Regions from separate parts of the Sus scrofa genome. Here region 1 is linked to region 2. The links are chromatin contacts, called in public Hi-C maps. All regions are on one chromosome and are shown on one strand. The core of a region is the stretch at or near the end of the contact, and the rest is flanking DNA. Distances in the headings are between cores, read along the strand shown. Region 1 holds the start of ARRDC4 (arrestin domain-containing protein 4). Region 2 overlaps LOC106504490 (a long non-coding RNA gene).

What was found. Hi-C and Micro-C count contacts between places; a contact is called where the count stands out from the background.
Region 1: a contact with region 2 is called in a Hi-C map of liver, with 1.4 times the contacts expected there. The contact joins the promoter of ARRDC4 here to the enhancer-like site in region 2. A contact is called at or near these places in 2 of 5 promoter capture datasets (fetal liver and liver), 3 of 47 Hi-C or Micro-C datasets (alveolar macrophages, embryonic fibroblasts and liver) and 1 of 2 datasets of contacts at active chromatin or transcription factors (alveolar macrophages).

Annotation. Positions count from the first base shown.
Region 1 is chr7:81,667,916-81,672,606 of Sscrofa11.1, reverse strand. It overlaps ARRDC4 (arrestin domain-containing protein 4), which reads left to right and starts at 3,023. Exons shown (of 8, transcript XM_005656327.2): 1 at 3,023-3,544. The coding sequence starts at 3,253. The region is part of intron 2 of LOC106504490 (a long non-coding RNA gene); the gene reads right to left.
Region 2 is chr7:81,571,853-81,576,560 of Sscrofa11.1, reverse strand. All of the region lies in intron 1 of LOC106504490 (a long non-coding RNA gene), which reads right to left. Among named protein-coding and RNA genes, the nearest start is that of ARRDC4, 95 kb to the left of the region's middle. Within about 2 kb of position 2,055, at least 2 of the 83 cell types and tissues checked have an H3K27ac peak or open chromatin away from gene starts, as enhancers often do. A contact at or near this core is called in liver, where this site is marked.

The DNA of each region.
Region 1 (4,691 bases), core at 1,774-4,273, 95 kb before region 2:
TCCTCTCAAATTCTTTAATATACATGTTAACTGAAGTAAAAATATAAAGACTGTCTGGTGGGATTGTCAGTATATGAGATGCATATACATGCCAACATAAAGAGAGCTATTGATCTCTAGGTCAACTACTGCTTTAAAAACAAAAATAAAAACAAAACTGAAAAACTATAAAGAGATATAAAGCTAAAAATCAATGGATACATTTAAATGGATTTCTAACAGATATTCGAATAATTGAAAAAAAAAAGTAGGGAAGGGGCAATAGAGAAACACGCACCACATCCACAGGCACAAACAAGCAAATAAAATGATACACCTAAAACCAACCATATAAATGATTATATTGTATGTAAATGCTCTAAACATACCAATTAAAAGACAGGGACTGTCGGATTGGATTTTTTTAAACTTCTCTATGCTGCTATATTAATGTTAGCTGAACTTAAATAGTCATAATAATATATGTACAATAAAAATGGAATTTTATCTGTGGGTAAGGTTGGTCATTCTATAAACTACCTTCTGCCTAGTTGTACAATAGTTTCTGTTAAATATTTTCCTTTTTTAAGGTTTGGCTGAGGGGTTCTGCTCTATAGCACATGAGGCCAGACCCACACAAGCCAGTCAAATTGCTCCAGGTTGACTACTCAACAGTCATTTGCCTTCTTCCTTGTTAACAGAACTCTGACTTTATTCAGCCTTTCAGAGGAAAGAAATCACTGGTCTGAGTGAACTGTGAAAATCTCACTTCTTTTTGCCAGTTAATGACCTACTGGTGCATGAGTGACTCAGTTTTGGCCAACGACATGTAAGAAGTCTGTGGGCATCTAGGAAATATATTTTCCCTCTGAGAGGACAAAGAAGAAGAAAAAAAAAATCCCCCTCCCTTTTTTTGATGGATATAGACTCCCTTGCTTTAATTTTTGAATTTTGTTATATGAAGATGGCACACTTAGAACAGTGGTAACTGAAGCCACCAGGGAGGAAGAGCAGTGATGCAGATGAAAAAGATAAAAGGAGTCTGATGCACCATCCCTGGGAGTGTTTACTACTGAACAACTTATTAAGTAAATAAATATTCTTACCATTTAAGCCACGTTGGCCAAGCTTTCTGCTACCCTGGTCAGAATAGCATTAACTGACAAACCAGCACGGAGTCTCGTGTCCTCAGGCACAGAATTCTATCTGGGCAATTCTGCCTTCTGGGCACTATTAGGGCCATTGTCCTCCCCCCTTTCCTAGCCAGTTCCTTGAATGGAGAACATCTGCCTCTAGAGGGACCAATAATACTGCATGGATTGACATTCACGCATTCAATCAGCCAACAAACACCTAATCCAGTGCTTATTGTGTGCTGAACTTTGCTGAACTCTGAGTTAGGAACTAGAGGTACAACAATAAGGAGAAAAGTTCTGTGCTAAAAGTAAGAGTGATTGACCTTATGCAAATAAATATATAAGGTCAGGTTGTATTTTATAGAAAGCGGCAGAGTAAGAGCATGTTGGGGGCTAGTCTAGATAAAGTGAAAAAGAGCATAACAGCCATTTCGGAAATTTATACGGAGCTCGATTTGTGGCCTTTCCCATTTTTTTTAGGAGGTGATAAGAAAATGTTGGACTTGTGAAGCTTTATTAAATTTCCACATTAATACTCTAAACACAGAACAGTAAAGCAATCTTTAGGGTTATTTAATAAATAAATAGGGAGTTCCCGTCGTGGCGCAGTGGCTAACGAACCCGACTAGGAACCATGAGGTTGAGGGTTCGGTCCCTGCTCTTGCTCAGTGGGTTAACGATCCGGCGTTGCTGTGAGCTGTGGTGTAGGTTGCAGACGCGGCTCGGATCCCGCGTTGCTGTGGCTCTGGCGTAGGCCAGTGGCTACAGCTCCGATTCGACCCCTAGCCTGGAAACCTCCATATGCCGCGGGAGCGGCCCAAGAAATAGCAAAAAAAGACGAAATAAATAAATAAATAAATAAATGAAACAGCTCCATCAAGAATGACTTTTAAATTCCAATGTGAGATTGATCAATTCGTTAGCGCTCACAAACTTGGTATTTTTATAAGGGAAGAATTTATAAGGATGAGAATATGAAGGCCAGATGGTGCATTGATGCTAGATGATAAAAAGAAAAAGGCACAGAATAGAGAAGGAATGAAGAAAGAAAATGAAACCGAAGCGAAAGGAGGCATGAGCGTGGAGAACACGTCATCAAGGCAACTGGAAATTTTCGTGGACTATGATATTGAGGTCAGGAAATCCTTTTGGGTGGGGCAGAAACTCGGGTGGCAGATGTTGTTTAGAAAAACCTGATTGATGACTTTATTTAAAGCAGGAAGAATGACTATTCCAGCCATTCCCGGCTTGGCTTAGAGAGGCTGCGAGCCGAGGTTGGCAGCACAACTACTTAGGGTTGTTCCAGGTTGAGAACCACTGCCTTCATTCTTCAGGTCTGTGGGAAGTCTGAAACCGGGAGAGGCGGTGCTCAGGAAGCTGGAGGTTAAGAGATGCCAAGTTGTTTACTAAGTTCCTGGGTGGCTGGCCCCAAATTTCAAAAGGCAGTAAATGCTGAGTTCCTATTTCCAGGGCATCTACTTCCTCTCAAGTATTGCAGATGTCATATTAAACAGAAGCCACTTGCAGCCACAACTTCGCGTTCTCGTGCGAACCTCAGAGACGCCTGCAAACAGGCCAGGAGATGCTAGAAACCCCGCCCCCGTTTGTAACCATAGGAACGACTGACAAACCCCGAGCCGGAGATTCCCGGTTCCGCCCCCTCCCAAACTAATATTGTTTCCCACTACCTGTCCACATGGGCGCACCGCCTCACTATTGGTCACTGTCCCAGGACTGTGCCTTGCTTCAGCCAATAAACGGACTGTGCACGTGCACACTTGCGTATCCTGATTGGTCACCTCTCCTTGATCACGCACTGCCCTCCTGCGCCAGGTCCTGCGCGGGGGCGCCAATGAAATGACTCAGAAGCCATTTACAACCAATCCACACGCCGCGGGGCTCACAGCCGGCCTATGGGCGCGGGCAGGGGGTGGGCTGTCCCTGCCCCTTTCCATTCCCAGCTGGGTTTGTTAAAGCTACAGGCCCTACGGCGCGCCGAGGCTCCACGGGGCACAGCACAGCGGCCACGGGGGCCTTCGGCGTGCGGTTGGCGCCCGTGACATCGGCGCCACTCTGCTCCCGGCCCCAGCTCCCGGCCGCTGCCGACCTCTTTGGCGCGGCCACGTCGCCCGGCAGGATGGGAGGCGAGGCGGGGTCCGCGGCGGCGGTGGTAGGCTCCGAGGGCCGCGTGAAGAGCCTGGGTCTGGTGTTCGAGGACGAGCGCAAGGGTTGCTATTCCAGCGGCGAGAGGGTGGCGGGGCATGTACTGCTGGAGGCAGCCGAGCCAGTGACCCTGCGCGCGCTGCGCTTGGAGGCCCACGGCCGTGCCACCGCCGCCTGGGGCCCGAGCGCCGGCGCAGCGGCCCCGGCAGCAGCCTCCGAGGTTGAGTACTTGAACGTGCGCCTGAGCCTCCGCGAGCCTCCGGCTGGTGAGCATGGCCCGCGGCCCCAAAGAAGGGCTGGCGGGACTGGGCGGGGGCGAGCTGGTGGATGCCCACCAGCTAGGTGGGCGGAGAGGGAGAGCTTCCGGAGATGGGGTCCGCCCACATGGTTGCCAGAGCTTCATTTTGGTCGCCTTGACCGGCGGGCAACAATGCCTGCGTCCCACACTTCATAGCACCAGGGAGGTTATGCCCACCTCTACCTGGCAACCCGCCCCTGGCTCGCTGGGGTCTGACCGGCACCTGGTCCCTAGTCAGGGACCGTCTTGGACAGCTCTTAGAGTGAGCCGTTGCCATGGGAACCTATGATGAGCAGTTTGAAATGAAGGATCTGGGAGTCTAAGTCGTGTCCCTCTGGCCTAAAGAATGGAGGGGAGATCAGAGTCAACGGGTTTCATTCTGGGATGCCCAGTGTTTTTATGGGCCTTCCCTTCTCCCCATCCTGGACCTAGAGGCTTGTTCTTGGTTCATGATGAGTTAGCAAAACCTCAGTCTTGGAAGGAGGGAAGTAGTTCCTGAGCAGTAGGAATTCAAGGGAAGTGACTTGACCATCATACTTGGTTTCCCTCTTTGGAGTTCTGCCTCTATCTTACATTCTTTAAATTTATTCTTCGTTTCTTTTTGTTTACTTTGCATCATCTTCCTTCCTCCAGTACTGTCACCCTCATAGACCTTTAGTGACCATAGGATCTGGGCACTGTAAGAGTTTCTGGAGGAATGATGACCCTTTTTTTTTTTATATACTCTTGTGAAGCCCGGTTAATGATACAGGTTTTTCTGTAAGTATCCATGTGGAAACTCACCACATGGGTATTCCATCAATATTAGATGCAAAAATCAATTCCGTTAATCATGAATTACTAGTAACAATAAGTATTAGTCTTCTTTAGGGTGGTAGAAGCTACTTTAAACTATTTTACCTTTCCATCTTACCAGCTTCAGCAGTTATCTGTAAAATTAAATATAATAGTATAGACTCTCTACCTGCAAAGAGTAAAATGCAGTGTATCAGTGTTTAACCTTTGCTCTGACTTATATAAAATCAGTAGTATATACAGTTTTGCCATGTCCTACTGTAAAGGAGTGGACCGTTAATAGTTAAATCTTCAAGGTATGTGGGAATCAAGTGATCCCA
Region 2 (4,708 bases), core at 806-3,305:
TTGAGATGCACTCCCCTCTCCAACCTCCTCTGGGAGATTCACAGTGCATAGTAAAGGCTGCGAGAAGTTACGAAATAAGTAAATCCACTGCTTTGACAAATTTCTTTTGACTTGAGCATCCTCTCACCTATTTTACAGAGGATGGAGACAAAATTTATTGAGAGTGAGAAACATTTTTATGCCCATAATAGGGTCAAATAAAAGAGGGTTATGGTCCCTATCCTAGGCCTTTGTATTGGAGGCTTGGGATTTTCCTTATGCCTAAGGTCAAGTTTAAAAGATTTCAATCCAATCTTATGTTTACCAAAGGAAACATGGTTGGGGGGGCTAAATTAGGGTGTTTGGGAGATGATATATATACTTTATGTAGAATAGACAGATAAGGGAAACCTACTATATAGCACAGGGAAATTTACTCAGTACTGTTAGTAACCTATATGGGAAAAGAATCTGAAAAGGGATGGATATATATATCTGTATGATTGATTTATTTTGCTATATGCCTGAAATTAATACAACTTTGTAAGCCAACTATATTCTAATAACATTTTCAAAAATGATTCTACGATAAACACTTGAAAAACAAATCAATGGAAGAACTGAAAGTGTCCTGAGGTTTGGAGGAACTAGCCTTGGGGAAAAGAGATTTTCCAAACAGAAACAGGTCAGTATTTGGAGTTTCTGTCCTGAGGGGTGGGGTGGGTGCAGGATACCAGTGAGGGGACAGTGGACATACAGGGATGGGCCCTGTTCTTCTGCAGCTTAACCTAAGCAGGTGTCAAATGGCCTGATCTGGCTGGAAGCAGGAAGCTGCACTGGTCTGCCCCAGCCCCCACCACTGGGGGCACACTGGCTTAGAACCTGAGCAGAACAGTGGGATTCAGTGTGTACTAACCTCGGAGAGACTTCCCCAAGTATTCCTATATGTGTGAGTGCCCTGAAAACTTGCCTGGAGCAAAGGAAGGAGGCGGATGCCTTGGAAATAAACATGCCTAAATTTCTTACCTCACAGGTACATGGGATTTCAGGGTCACATTTAATTAGATATGGGCCATGAGAGTTAATAAGGACTTCCTTACACTTGAGTCTCACAGTGACGGCAAATTTGAACTGCACCCCACGAGTAACACCTACCATCACTTTCTGGAACTCGTTTTATACAGAACACTCATTAGGAAATGCCCATGTGGGTAGACTTTGTACCTGTTCTAAGTTCTGTACTTCTTTTCCTTCACATTATAAACAGGATGGTGAAAAGTATTGTTTTAGGAACCAAATAAATATGACCTCAGATAGATATGACTGTCAGCATCCTGTCAAACATCTGGAAGAAAAGTGAAAACTTCACTTGGCTTTCTCCTTTTCCATTCACATAGCTGAAACATTCTCTCATTAACTTCCTCACTTCTTGGACCCAAAGTAAAATTTTTAAATCTTTTCGACCCAGTTCTATTATGGTGAATTAATCCCTGTACACTGAGTTTTAGAAAATAATCTTAAGGTTGTTAAATGTCCTGAAAAAATATTGGCAACATATAGAAATGTATGTATACAAATGAAATGTATGCCACCAATGGAACGTTACATGTACCCAGTCAGGTGTCCTTATCTCTGGTAGTCACGTTCTTCACTGGGTCTGTGAACACTGAATTAGCAAATCTTCAACCATTACTCAAGGAGAAATAAAAGAGTAGATTCCTGTGAGCCTTTAGTCACATTTTTATCAACCACTCAATATATAACTTTGTTTTATGTGTACTTCTGTTTAAAGACACTGTGTAATATAAGTAGTTGACTTATTAACACTAAACTCCTGACCAGTGGCTCTATCATTGCCTGAACAAAGCTCATCCCAAAACACATATTCTCTTCATAAGGAACTTCACAGCTTTCTTGCCTTTAGGAACACTAACCAGCGCTTTAGCACTGTACTTGACTGTTGTATAAAAACCATAAAACTGTAACTCGAGTGTGAGGACTGAAACAGGAAGGCAGAGCATCACTTTGTTTGACCTTAGCCCAGAACATGTGCATTTCAATTTTTTTTCACCACACTGTGCATGTCCATGAGTGACCTTGGCAATTTACCAAGTATTGATTTGGGTGACAAATCAGTTTTAGTGAATAGGTGAATTTGCAAATATGGAGTCCACAAATAATGGGAATCAATAGTATTATTTTTGTAATAATTAAAAATACTATCAATCCAATCTCCTGGGATAGATCTTGGTGGAAAATAGTATTTAAAAAGGAATGCGTATATAAGTGTGTGTGTGTGTGTGTGTGTGTGTGTATGTGTGTGTGTGTGTATGACTGAGTCACTTTGCTGTACAGCAGAAATTGGCACCACACTGTAAATTAGGCAGTATTTCTCCATATTCCTTATTGTAGATTGTGAACATAATTGGATTCTCCCTTCTGATTCCTCTCCTCTCTATGGAGCCTGTAAATATTACCAGGGGGAAAAAAAGTGCTCCATCTTCTGAGTATAAGGGAAACTCCATTATCTCAATGTGATTGTAATTTAACACTCTAAACTAATTCAAATCAACTTGTACTATTTCAGATTACATAGTCAAATAACTTAGACATAGATAATTTAAATCTCACATTTCATAGAATAAGGTATTATTTTTAAGATTGCCTTTTTTTTTCCTCTCTAAATGTTTCATAACATAATTTTATTCAAAATGTTCACATGTTTCAACAACCATTTCTCCAGCATCTCTGGAACCTGTTTTTCAGTGATCACATACCATTTTCCAGAGATGTCAACTTCCCTTCTATCCGGGTTAAGATAATGAATTTTCTAAATCTGCAAATGATGTGATCATTCTAAATTTTATTCCAAGCTATAAGGATCCAGTGACACAATATCAGGAATCATTTTCCCCCAGTTCTCCTGCAGTGATCTGACAAAAAAATATCCTTTTGAAGGATCTTTCAAAGGCTAATCTACAATTAACAAAACTTGGGAAAGTGAGGTCTTTTCCCTAAGGATAATCACTACTCTTGTACTAATAGTCTTTCCCTCTCCCTCTCTCTCACTAATTCTTTCTAGAGACCTCTACAGGCATCACAAACTAGAATCTATTGAAATCAATTAAAGCTACTCTGGGTTCTCTACAAAATACATCATAATTCAGTAATTAAGAGGCTGTCTGTAATAGAAGAGAATTTGGAAGGATTTGATTATAGGGCAATTCCCTCCTTTCTGAAAGATGATTTGGGGGAAGGAAGGACTTTCTCTTTACATTTGGGCATACACTGTAATTTAATTCCAAGAAAATTTGGCAAAGCCTCTTTATGGGCCATAGTCCCATTCTAGAAAATCTAACCTTCTATTCCCTAAAGCATGATGAGCCATGCCTTTACCTGTATTTAGTGCTAAGAAAAATCTAGCAGGGACTTAGTCACCAGGACTATGTGACTGGCTACTTGGTACACAGGAGGGACATGTGACCACCTTGTCAGCTGGTGAGTCACATGCTGACAGTGCCCAAAGCGTTTGGTAACCTGCAGAATCTGAGGCCTCTTTAGAACAAAATCTGGTACACCAGGGGAAGTAAACAATTTGGGTGACAGGATGTGATGAAAAACAACTTGTAATGGATTTAAGGAAGCAAGGTTGATTTTCCAGAAACTGGCTCTGAAGGCAGTTCCCAAAAACAATGGCCCTGTCTCTACCTGAAGCTCTCTCTCACCACTTCCAATTGCTTGTGGAAGGCAGGCCATGCTTGCTTGTGCCTCTTTACAGTGACTGCTCAGTACTGGTGGCTTCCCTGAGGCCAAGCCAAGAGTTCTCAAGCTTTTGCAGTAAAAGCCCACACAATAGATGATGCCACTGTACCAAACACTCTAATATGTGGATGTGCAAACAGCTCACAAGCAAGGAACAATACATATTGATGTCTCATTAATAATAAGACAAATGTAATTAAAACTAAAAACATCTGCTTTCACTATAAGTTTGTCAAAAATTAAAATATTTAAGACATACACTGGAAAGGATGTGGAGAAATTGGTATTCTCATGTACCACTTCTAGGGGTTTACACTGGTTCAATTCCTATGATGGAAATGAAATGGCTTCCTACATTAAAAATGCATATACCCTGTAATTTAGTAGTTCCAGTAACAGTACAAAGTACAGTACATAGTACAGTACTCTACAAAATATTCATTACCACTGTGTAATAACAAAAGATTAGAAACCAATAGGGAGCAAATTACACAAGTTATGGTATATACTCACACTGGAAAACTAACCAGCTATTAAAATGAATGAGATACATTCTGCACACAGTGATAGGGCAAGACTTCTAAGATGAACTTTTTAATGTTAAACTGTTACATGTTGAACTGAACTATAACATAAAAAAGAACAAGAGAAAACAGTGTGAATAACACATATTTATGAAAAAAAAAACCTATACATGTACTTTTTGTAATTGTGTTAACTGTCTCGTGAATAGCTTTTTCCTTTCCCTTAAAAAAAAAAAAAAAAACATTTACTCTAGGGAAATGTTCAATCCCTGGCCTTGTTCAGTGGCTCAAGGATCTGTTGTTGCCATGAGCTGTGGTGTAGGTCGCAGACACAGCTCGGATCCTGTGTTGCTGTAGCTGTGGCACAGACCAGCGACTACAGCTCCAGTCGGAACCCTAGCCTGGAAACCTCCATATGCCGTGGGAGAGGCCCTAAAAAGACA